2 separate regions of the Mus musculus genome follow, and region 1 is linked to region 2. Evidence: chromatin contacts called from public Hi-C data. All regions are on one chromosome and are shown on one strand. The core of a region is the stretch at or near the end of the contact, and the rest is flanking DNA. Distances in the headings are between cores, read along the strand shown. Region 1 overlaps Agbl1 (ATP/GTP binding protein-like 1). Region 2 overlaps Akap13 (A kinase (PRKA) anchor protein 13).

The links. Hi-C and Micro-C count contacts between places; a contact is called where the count stands out from the background.
Region 1: a Hi-C map of pro-B cells shows a contact between it and region 2, with 3 times the contacts expected there. The contact joins two enhancer-like sites. A contact is called at or near these places in 1 of 484 Hi-C or Micro-C datasets (pro-B cells) and 1 of 115 datasets of contacts at active chromatin or transcription factors (large pre-B cells).

The regions. Positions count from the first base shown.
Region 1 is chr7:76,460,204-76,466,229 of GRCm38.p6, reverse strand. The region is part of intron 17 of Agbl1 (ATP/GTP binding protein-like 1); the gene reads right to left. Among named protein-coding and RNA genes, the nearest start is that of Gm30774, 95 kb to the right of the region's middle. Within about 2 kb of position 3,314, at least 32 of the 459 cell types and tissues checked have an H3K27ac peak or open chromatin away from gene starts, as enhancers often do. A contact at or near this core is called in pro-B cells, where this site is marked.
Region 2 is chr7:75,565,963-75,572,115 of GRCm38.p6, reverse strand. It overlaps Akap13 (A kinase (PRKA) anchor protein 13), which reads right to left. Exons shown (of 37, transcript NM_029332.1): 3 at 2,085-2,232. Among named protein-coding and RNA genes, the nearest start is that of Akap13, 110 kb to the right of the region's middle. Within about 2 kb of position 3,640, at least 19 of the 459 cell types and tissues checked have an H3K27ac peak or open chromatin away from gene starts, as enhancers often do. A contact at or near this core is called in pro-B cells, where this site is marked.

The DNA.
Region 1 (6,026 bases), core at 2,065-4,564, 890 kb before region 2:
CTTTTCCCTGTCCACTTCAGTGTGTCTATTTTCATCCTTGTTCAGGTTGTGCTTAGGCAGGCAAGTCTGTGTTACTGTTTGGGTATTGCTTCTGAGATTATCAGGCAGCACAGTCTCACAGAAAACCCCTTGATCCTCTAGCTCTTATAGTCTTTCCTCTCCTTTTTGAGAAAGTCTCCTGGACTTTGGGTATCTTTATTATCTCTTTCATGTGTGTGTGTACATACATATGTAATAAGCATATATATAACATATATATATTATAATATTTATATATAATATATAGTAGTTTTGTTAACATTAAACTATCAAACCATCAATCCTTGACCACCAATCCTCTTTTCAATGATTGTCAAAATGTCTCTCTTTGTCATGTATCCTAAACTTAGAAACTTACTCCCTCCCATTTGCTGAGACTTACCTTTATTTAGACTCCCATCCCCTTTATAAAGGACCAATAACTGAAATATTTCTTGAGAATTCACTATGTGCAAGGAAGAGTTCTAGGGCTGTTACTGTTTATAGATTGAAGTAGGTACTATTAGTATTCACTGTTTACAGAAGAGAAAACCAAGGTGTCTATTTGAGCATCTTTTCCCATACTTCATATTTACTTTTCCTAGGAAGAAGTGAACAAACATTTCTCACCCCAGGCAGAAATGAATGACAGGCCAAAGTACCGGTTCTACTTCAGTCCAGTTTAGTGAACCAGTGCATATATTAGAGTAGTTTATAAGAGAATGAATGGCTTAAGAAACTGCATTAGCAAAGCCCCTACCCCAGCATACGCAACAACTCACAAAAAATGCATAAAAGCATTGTGTCTTTTCCAGTTGAGTTATTTTTTTCCACACCCTATACACTCTTGAATCCTGGGAGACCACAAATAGCTAGGGAGTAATGATGTACAGCTGGGAATGAGAGGAGAGTGAGTAAATTTCAAGTGAAAATCAAGTAACTCTTTCCACATCGTCCATCAATAGCCCTGTTTTTATGAAGTTTCCTTAATTACAGCCATGTTGGTGGCAGACAATAGAGTTCTGTAACACAGAGTCATAGCTCTGATAAATGGCAAAGCCAAGCTTTGTGCCCTAGTGAGTTTGGATCATGGGTCTACATGCATATGAACTCTGTGTCATTATTATCTTGATCACTTCAAAACTTTTCCCACATTATTGTCTCAAGACTTCCCTCAGAGATGAATCTGATCTTATCGTCCTGCTTTTAATATCCAAGTAAGTCATCACTGTCTTTTAAAAATGTCCCTGATATGAAAATGAAGATCATTTCCCATTTAACCCAAACTACTTTTACCACCTTATACTTGTCAGTTTCCCCCCATGCTCTTTTGACCTGACCTTCACAGAATCATACCCAGTTGATTCTGTTCCTGGTATGATGTTTTTCTATCTCACAAAATCTCAGACACACACACACACACACACACACACACACACACACACACACACACACACAGAGGCACACAACCCTCTTGAATGTAGAAGCAGACCAAACAACAATTTCATTGAACCATTCTTTACCATTCTTTTATTATGCCTAATGATGGCATAACAGTGATTTATTTCTTAATTCAAAAGGCAACTATGATTACCAAACAATCTTTTGTAAGAATAAGGCAATCTTGTTCATATTGGCTTGTAACCTCAGCTATTCAGGAGTGTGAGTCAGAGATTATATTTTTACAGCTAACCTAAACAACTCAGTGAGATCTTGCCTCAAAATAGAATTCAAAAGGAGGCCTGGCACTGCATTTCATGCCTCTGCATAAAACCCTTCTAAGAATAAAGTATCTATATGCTATAATATACACCAATTTACTTACCTATAGGTCTTCTAATCTTTCCCACCTCCTTCAACTAGTTTGAGAGGAGGAGGGACTCTTAATCTTTCTTTAATTGACATGACCTGGTCAAAACTGGATGCAACAAAGGCCTACTCAACTGGCCTCAGTGCCACAGAGTGTGAGGTGTTTGTGTTAAGAGAGTAATATTTTATATGTAAGTCCTCATTTTTTATGTGTGCAGAGATGCATGAGAAAAAAAACAAATTGAAGGTGGTTTGGGTGTGTTTTGCAGACTCTCTTTTATATAGTCTCGAGGAAAAGTGAGACAGTGCTTTGATACCTTTTGGATTTTCAACTACAGTTTCTCTGACGTTTTATCAATATGACAGTACCATGCCTATGGAGTTTATATGGGGTACATTGTGTGGATAAGTCTACCTATGATAAATCCTCTCTTCTCTGTGCCTCCACTTTACTTACTTAGTTTCCTCTTCTGTTTCAGTGTACCTTATTGTGGTGATTTGAATAGAAATGACCCTCATGGGCTTCTGTATTTGAATGCTCAGTTGTTAGGCAGTGGCACTCTCTGTGAATGATTAGAAGGGTTAGGAGATGTGACTTTGTTAGAGTAGATATGGCCTTGTTGGAAGAAGTGTATCTCTGGGGGTGGGCTTTGAGGTTTCAAAAAGTCCATTCCATGCCCAGTCTCTCCTTCTCTGCCTATGGATGAGGATGGAGCTCACAGCTACTGCTCCAGTATCTGTTTGCATGCTGTATACTCCCCACCAGGATAATAATGGACTAACCTTTGAAATTGTAAGCAAGGCCCCAACTAATGATATCTATTATGAATGTTCTTGGTCATGGTGTCTCTTCACAGCAACATAATAGTGACATAAGACACAGTTCTATTATAATGACCTGTTTACATAACTTTTAGACACACACACACACACACACACACACACACACACACACTCCCAACAGACTATGAGCATGTCAATGGCAAAAGATGGAATAATATTGGCTTTGTATTCCTGCTGCCTAGCATGACTCTGTGCCCTGTTTGTTTGGAATAATGAAAACCCCAAGGCAAGAAAAGCATACACTCCAGGGTCTCTAATTCTAACTCTTTTTATTTAAGATGTTCAAAGAGACATAACAGTATGTTCTGACAATTATTCTGTGTCACTCAAAGCTTTGTCAACGACTGCACACCCCATTGAGGATAAAAGAAGCAGGCTCAGTAGGAGGCTGGAGGTCTGAGGTCTAGCCCTGCCTCTCCTCCCCCTTAGCTAAGCGACTCAAAGTGGACCATTTCCACTCTCTAAGACTCCAGTTTCTCCATAGCATTGCTTGGTTGCACATGCCTTTGGGAGGTTTCAAAATAAAGCCATGCAGAAATTTCCGAGATTGAGAGGCTTTTCACTTGACTTGAGTTTCTGTTTTACATTGCCTCTATTGTCACTCTTAGCTCTCCCTCAGAGAAAGCTCTGTCCTCCATACCAGATCATGCATCTCACAAACAGACAAAGGCCAGAGAGGGTGGAAAATGATTTGCAAAGAAGCCAAAAGGGGAAGTCTGTAACCGTGTATTTTTCCACTCGGTTCTAATTTAAAACCACTTACAAGTGACAACTCCCAACCCGAGGCAGGTGCCTTGTGGTAGCTCATTACACCCTTGGGACCTCATGTAAATCTTTTTTTTTTTTCTCTGAGAACAGCTATTGTCTTCCAAGGAAAAGCTTTTAGCATAATGGCAGACTGAATAGAACATTGCTTTTGTAAGAACAATTTTAAGCAAAAGAAAAAAGGGAAAGGTATTCTTTAACAACCACAAGTGCAGCCTCCTCAGCTCCCTCCACCTTGGCTCCCCGGAAAGAACAGCATGCTAACTGTGGGAGACCCAGGCAGTAGAGTGAGATTATCTCAGCTCCAGAGACATAGAAAGGTTATGCTCTGCTCTTTTAGCTATAATAAGTGCAGAGTGGCGGTGCCTCAGTTGCAAAAATAGCATAGCCACCCCCTCATGCACCTTTGTTGTTTCTTGGCTTCTCACCATCCACTGGGGCAATAGTGACTCTGCAAGAGAATAGGACTTGCTTAGGAGAGGATCAGATGCCCTGCCTAGAAGAGGTCTGTAGAGCAACAATTCCCTCTCATAGTTCTCTTACAGTCAAGAGAATGTCATAAGGACACACACATATGTGTGTGTGCACAAATATGTATATATGTTTGTATGAGTACAATTTGGTCAAAAAGTTTCTGAGAAATAAGAAACACTCATTACAGAATGTAAATCTATAGGATAAAATGGGTCAATTTTCTCCATGCAGAAATGGATCCTTCAGAATATGATATTATGGAGGCAATGTAGAGAAAGTAGAAGGTTAGCAAAATGCTGCCCATCTTTAATAAGTAGTATGTGGTTTGATCGTACACATTTCTTAGGAAATTTCTCCTGAAACAGCAAGAAAAGGATAGGATGTTGGAGAATATGGATTGATGATGGTCTGGAGTCTCCTTCTCAAGTGACCACTTCCCATTCTCCTGGCTAAAGGCTGGATATGAGCTTTCCTTGGCTGCCATCTGCAAAATGGAGATGAAGGCAAGAAGTATGGGGGTGGGGGTAAAGGTATTAAGTAAGAACCATTATCTTTTAGAGGCATGAGGCCTGTAAACTCTACAATGGGTTGGGTTAGGCAGGTCAGATGTTGAAGGTTTCCTAGACAACTTAACAAGAGCATTTGTCAGAGGTATTTACTGGTTTTTTTAAAAAATGTTTTCTCTTTGTTACTTAATTTTCAATAAGTTTGGTTTGTTTGGTCTTTTGGATAATTTTCTAAAGAGAACGAAGGCAGAGAGTTCAGTGGGCAAATGGGTGAGGAGGGTCTGGAAGGAGTTTGGTGAGCAGACACCATGATCAGAATATAGTATATGAAAAAAAAATTTTCAATTTAAAAAAGCAACAAGGCAGACTTCAGAGTAAGGTGATGGCCTAGAGCTATGTTGGAGTAAGCAAATGAGCATAGCTAGAGAAACAGATCAGGGCAATGTCTAAGTAAACTTCCTCTCCTATCAGACCCACCAACTTCCTCTACCATCAGACCTACCAACTTTCTCTACCATCAGGCTGGACTTCTTGCTTGGAACCACACTACTCAAAGCAGCTGCTGACATAACTGCAAAATCCAGCAGAATCTGAAGTAATAGCAAACCTGTGGAATGAGCTCTAGCAGGAAATCGACACACGCTCTACTGGTAGGGATTTATAGCACCCAACAGGAACCAGTAAAACTATAGGAACTAAACAAAACCTCGGAACAATGCTTTGGGTATGACACGCCCCTCTTGCTGGTAGACCAACGGTATTACCTCTCAACCATAGCTGTGGGGTGAAAAAAACACTTGCCTTGTCTGTCCTCAGCTAGTCGCTCACCATCACCCACACACACCCCCAAAACACCTCCATATAAAAGTGAAGGAAGAGAGGAGCACAGGTCAAAATCAGCATCCAGCATATCACAGGCCAGGACTAGGAAAACACAACAAACCCACTGAGGAAATGAAATCAACACCCAAGTCAGTGTCTCCATTATCTCATTTCTGCTCTCAGCTGTCCTTCCAACTGCAGGGATTCCTCCCCCACAAAACACCCTAGGTCAATGCAGCAGGTTCACTCTACCTCCTAACATTCTCATCTCTTACCATTTACTTGTCCCTGTGCGACTTTATGTCCAGCCCCTGCCCCTTTTTTGACTTTCTGTTTGTTTTTCCTTTCTTCTTTTCCCATATGCATGCATTATTGTTATACCTCACAAAGTCCAGATTTATGATTTATGATATACTAGCCTGATTTACTATATACAATACATGATTCTACCACCTCCCTTTATGGTATATTGTTAAACAAACACTCACAGTCTCCACCCTATATTTTTTCCTTTGCTTCTATTATCCCCACTCCTGTGTGTATCCCTTTCCTAATGTCTGCTTTTGTCTTTTCCTTTCCACTCACGCCACAATAACTAAAGTACTGGCATACATAGTAGTACTATTGGATCCCTTTATTCCCTAAACAAATAAGAACGTAACAAATGTCTACTAGTTACCTGCCACCCTGTTATAAGAGTAGGTTAATGGCTGGTTAGTACCTGCTTTTGAAGACAGCACTCAACTCCCAGAAATAGAGTGAAAATCCAACCTGACCTCTGGAACACCA
Region 2 (6,153 bases), core at 2,391-4,890:
AACATACACGGGCATGCAAAACAAACCCGTGCCCTTATGAAGCTAACACTTTAGCTGAAATAAAAGGGCGATGGGCTAAACATGCAGTGAATGGGAAGCTAACTGCATAGAAAAGTGTTCGAGCATGTCCAGGAAGTAGGCCGGTGTGCAGATACACTGGAGTGCTTTTAGAAAAAGCATGCTGAGGAAGTTCCTAAGGGAAGGAAAAACACAAGTCTAAGATGACCGCAAGAGCGGACCGAAGCCAGTTTGATCCTGGGTTATAAAGTTAATCCCATGATATGAATGAGGTGTTAAAAGTTGTGTGGGTTCTGTACCCGACCCACAGCCTTCAATATCCATCTCCACTCCTCAATTACAAAATGTTACAAGAATCCAATGACAGTAGCTGAAAGAGGCAAGTAAACAAAAAGTCTCAAACATGATGACCAAAGCAGGGGGATGCAGCTGGGAGACTCTACCAGTTTCTCACACACCATCCAGAGTACAACAGAGATCCGCATGCTGAAGTGATGCCACAATTACCCCTACCCTCCAGTGGGTACACGAGAGTCTTTCTGAACTCTGACATAACTGGGCACTTCCTATCAAAAATCAATGAAATTAGGCGAGTGGAGGAATAATGAGGCTATTGAGGAGAGAAAATTTGAATCAGTAAGAACAATAGAGAATAGAAGACCTCAGTAAGGGAAAAGCTGATAAAAGAGAATAAAAATTGAGTATTCTGAGCTACAAGTGAATGGATGAGTCAAGAATGACAAAAATAGTATCAGAGTGCAATGCTGACTCTGGTCAGATTAGAACACTAGGGCAGCAGTATTCAGGATCAAGAAACACAAATAGACACCCATAGAGGGTGTGGCTAGGGCGCTCCTGGGAAACACACACACAATGGGGGTTAATTTTAATCACAAATTCTAATTAAGAAGAAATGAATCCATACGACTAATCTCATTTCACTTCCTGGCAGGAGTCTACCCAGGGACTGACTCCTAGTTAGAGAACCCTTCTCCCTTCCCAACAGGAAGTTGATAGCAGTGCCCCGATGACTAGTAATTGATTTCTTAAATCGTGTTTACATTTATAAATGCAGTGGTAAGTAGCCCAGCACTCCATAGTGTTCTATGGCTTGTAAGTCCAAGGCATTGCCTTTATGTAAAATATGTAAGACCCAAAATTAACCCATAAACCCCACCTACGCAAGGGAGGTAACTTCTGTATTCTGGGAGCTGCAGTTCTTAGAAAATAACAATGAAGCCATGGGAAAATACAGTGGTTGAATGGTTTTGTCCATAAAAAGACATACAACAAGTGTCGTGGGCCTCTCAGCTAGGAATTCCAGGGAGTGGACCCGGCCAGAATTCACCAAGTCAGTATTTAATATTTAATAAAGCTTGCTTCAAAATTTGGAGGAATACTCTATATAATGTTGATAGCTTCATTATTTCTCCTTAAAGAATAATGGTAGAATTAGTCTTTCTCTTTCAAATCTCAGGATTAACAAAGACACTGTGCACCCCAGACATGAGGTATGTATTATTAATTAGGTTTTCTGTTTTGGTTTTGTCACTGTGAAACTCACAATAAAATAAATTCTGAAGCATCATCATGATAATCACATGAGAATGTATACCTCCCATGTAGCTCTCAGTTTTCTCAAGCTCTAACAAATTAGTGGGTTTGTTCCTTTTTTTTTTTTTTTTTTTTTTTGCTGATCCTAATACTGATACCCTTCAATTTGTAATGTCACTTTACTTCTAGGTAGGTTCATACGTGTGTGGAGCAAACAAAAGCACTAGCAATATACTTAAAGATCTAACAACAGCTGTTAGGTGAGCACTCTGCTTTGCTCCTTCTATTACTCTATACTAACCAAATATGTGTGCGTGTGTCCCCGTCCCCACCAAGAATAAAGAAGCCCAGTATATTATATAGGCCAGCAATCCCAGCACTCAGGAGGCTGAGGTAAGAAACAGAGTTTCACGCCCAGGTTTAGCTGTTTGCTACCAAACTTGGTCTCAAAATAAAGAGCAAAATTACAAATAATTGATGAAGGCTAGAAAAGACACCATTTAGATACTTACCAGGAGCAATTGTCTCCAACGTATCAGAACTGACTTTCCGGGTACTTGTGCAGTGATAGAGGGTAGAGCCAGAAAATATCAAGTAAAAAATAGCATCATCTTCAACTTTGTCCTCTTCAGCAAGCAATACTGTAACAACACAATCGCCCTGGAAAAGAGTCCACAAGTCTGTATTAGTAAGGTTCCTATTGGGAGCCTGCTAAATTTTACATCTCATAAATTACTACTAAGTCTATCCATTTCCCAACAAAGGTGAGGGTATATAGATCTGCTTTGAAATGGTAACGTGTGCATTCAAACTCCACCTACAAAGATTGACTTAGATCCATCAAACTTAACTTTCCTGGACTTGTATAAATGGAAACAACCCTTCTGCCTTTAGAGTTGCTATATGAAACTCATGAGCAGAGTGGACTTCCCATCTATTTAAATAAAAGGTCACTTTGAATAGCCTGTGCCTCTCGATCATCTGACATCCCTGTTCTCCTCCTTCACTCAGCCTTCCAGGAAGCCTTTAAAACGAGGTAAGTGTCATGCCAGTAACTATGCAAACAACTTCACAACTATTGAGGATGACAAACATCTTTGTCTGCCAGTTTCAAATACTCTATCAGTTTTTATAAGTTGGCTTTAAAAAAAAAAGCTAAAGCTTGTAGTTAAATATACACTGTGACATGCAGCCCTAATTAGCATTCTTCTCAAATATAAACATAATTTGTGCTATAACCATAAGCTAACAAGAACAGGGAAAAAACCTTTAACACATCAAAGCTTAGGGTACTGAGATTTAATATTCTTCAAATCTTAATAATGAAGTACAGAAACATCAATTTAGGAAAAAAAAACCTGGACATTTTAACATAAAATTGGGGAAAGAATTATCATTTAATTTGTATGTCTTCATCTTTTTCATTTTAATCAACAACAAGGTATGTAAGGGAATCATGCCACCCTGTGGCCACATTACTAAACCCAGAATCAGTAGAGAAGGCAGCATTTTGATATATGCTGAAAACTTAAAATTATATCATCAAACCTAAGGTTAAGTTTAATAAATGTTAAGAGCATGTTGACTTTATAGACTGAGTTCAAAGTGTTTCCTGGAGCATAAATGTTGTTTTTATTTTATACCCAGTGCTCAAGTCCACCGAATTCGACACATAAGTCAGAATGAACCATAACCCCAAATAAGCCATAACTTATTTGGCTATAACTGGAACACTCCAAAGCACCATAACACAGAGCTATTATGGTCAGAAATGAATTATCATTAGTTTTGATCACTACTCCAAATTGTAGTTTGGCCTTACATACACGCCGTTCTCTGGAAATGATTTTAAAAGGCTTAAACCAGAGAAATGTCATCCTTTAGTATGAGCCAATCAGCTTGAATGTCTGAGGCACAATGAGAACAGTCCATTCTCTGTAGGTACTGAAGACCCCTCATGTTCTACAAATAAAACCAGAGAAGTTTCATCTTTTCCTTCATGTGCTGGAAACTAAGACCTATGGCCCACACCCTCTGCCTCTAGCTTGCTTTGTTACGTAACTCCATGCCACAGCTGTGCCCATTCATCCACACTTACACGCTTGCCTACACCTTCACACGAGAGGAAGTCCACTCGCATTTCTAACTGAAATTTCTAACTTAGATTTCTAAACTGGCACTCTAAGACAGAATCCTTCTTTTCAGACCCCAGAACTTCTCTCACATGAGGAGGGTCTTCTTGCTGAGGTTCTGTCTGTGCCCTTACTAGTTAATTTGGGGCTTCCTTTCAATGAGGGCAAGAGGTGGCTGACAAAAGCAACTGACATCCTTTTAACAAAGCATTAATACAAAATTACTAAATTCTGAATTGTTTTCATACTTTTAACCTATACCCAAGAGAAGAGAACAAAGCTTTACTAACCTCAAGGCAATTCAAAGGCTGAGTTCCAAAGGCACTTGGAACTAAATGTAGTTGATTCCCTCTAATAGTAACAGAGAGCAAACACACTCCACATTTCCCAGGTGCATAGAACTCCTATTTTATGGAAGTTCACGAGTTACCTAGTGTTACTGGAGATGACTCTGAAAGATCAAGCACGCGGGCTTGGTTGTATGTAGGAGAAGAGTCTCAGATCTCCGTCAGAACTTTTATCCAGGTGACTGGTTACTTGATCTCTACTCTCTGTGAGAGAAGCTCTGATCGATCACTCTGTTGTTCAAAACTAGGCCCAACTCTCAGAATACACAGGTTGACGAGTCTGGTTGAACAGCTAACAAGTCTGCCACACTGCTAACTACACAGATGAGCTGAATAACAAAAATAATGGTCAAGATATTCTCAATTACTATTTTAGTCAGACCCAACAACAAGAAAAGACTGCACCTATGCCATCAATCTCCAGCAACATAAGCCTAAGAAACAGTGCAGCCCTTACAAAGACAAAAATTTCCCTCTCTTCATTAATGAGAAGTGTATACTTGAGTTTGATCATTTTTAGGGCCATAATTTCACAATAACTAATGAGAAAGGTAGTCTATATTAGGCATTATCTTATAAGCATAGATGATCTCCCAAATAAAAATGTATAGTGATTAAAAAAACTGCTTAATTATCCATAAAAATGGGTTTTTAATATAAGGATTTAAAAAAAACTAAAGAATTATAAATGGTGGGACGTCTCAGTTGCCCACATCTTTTACTTACTTATACAGAAGTTACTGTAGTAGTAGCAATGCAAGAATTACCTTATGATTTAGATAAAAACTGTTTTAACTCTGACTCTCCACCAGAACTCCAAGAATATGTGTTCTTTTTCCATACCAAAGATTGCCTCTCTACAAGACCTTGGCAAAGACTCTATTCCACAAAATACTAGTCACCTAGGACCTTTCTTCAATAAGCAGGAATAACTTGGGGGAAGGAAGTAATAGAATGGAAAAGAGCTATGCATTTCAGAAGTGAATTAATTATACTGTAGAAGTGGACTGAAGAGACAGTATGTGGGAAACAGGGTAAATAGAGATACAGGAAAATGAAGAAGGAAATTTGGGGGGAAGAAATGGTAAAAGAGAGAAATCACTGATGTCTTATATAATGTTGGCCACACATATCAGAAGGTAAGTTTGGTCAGCAGTAAGATGACTATGGCAATAGCTTGGGCCAACTCATGAGAGTCAGCTGTTAAATTTCTGGGAATTCTATAAGCCAACTGCAGAGCACAATTATTATTAGAAATTAAACTTACAAATAACTAAAATAGATTAATTAAAAGCATATATAATACCTAAAAGCCCTGTATTATTAAGGCTACATCATACTATAATATCTTGAGATTTACATTATGGTCTGCATATGGAAGAACATTTACATAATAGTGTGCTACTAACATTTTTTCCCAGGATTCATTGCTTGCCAATTCAGCCTCAGTAAAAAGGGAGGGAAAGCTTAAAATCAACCCTTAAAGGCAAAATTATGTTACTAAAATTGCCAAATGCTACAAAACAAGGGCTGTCTTTTCCTGTTGTGATAAAATAATTCTGATTAAAGTAACTTAAGGGAGAAAGGGCTATTTCTTTAGCTCAGTTCCAGGTTACAATACATCATGGGAGAGAAGTCACAGAGGCAGGAGCGTGAAGCAGCAGGTTACATTCCATCAAACAAAAAGCAAACAAATGTTTACAAATGTTTACAAACTACTACTGCTCAGTTCACTTTCTCCCTTTAAGTCAGGGAACCGTGCCACCCACAGTGGGCTGGTCTCGCCAGCTTAATTCATATAATCAAGATAATCTCCATAGGTAAAAGAGGCTCATATCCCAAGTGATTCTAAATTCTATCAAGTTGACAATGGTTGACAGTAACCATTATGAGAGCTTTTTATTCCCCTTTAGAAGCAACAAGTCCTTCCACCTGGTCAGCAAAAGGCAGGAAGGTGAATAATTTCCACAGCAGGCCCAGCTAAGGCGCTGCCCTTTTACCTGTTTCAACTTGGCAGTATGTTACTTACATACCCTGCGCTGTAAAGAAGGACAGTAATGCTGCTTAGCTCATGAGATTACTGAAGGAATCCAATGACTGAT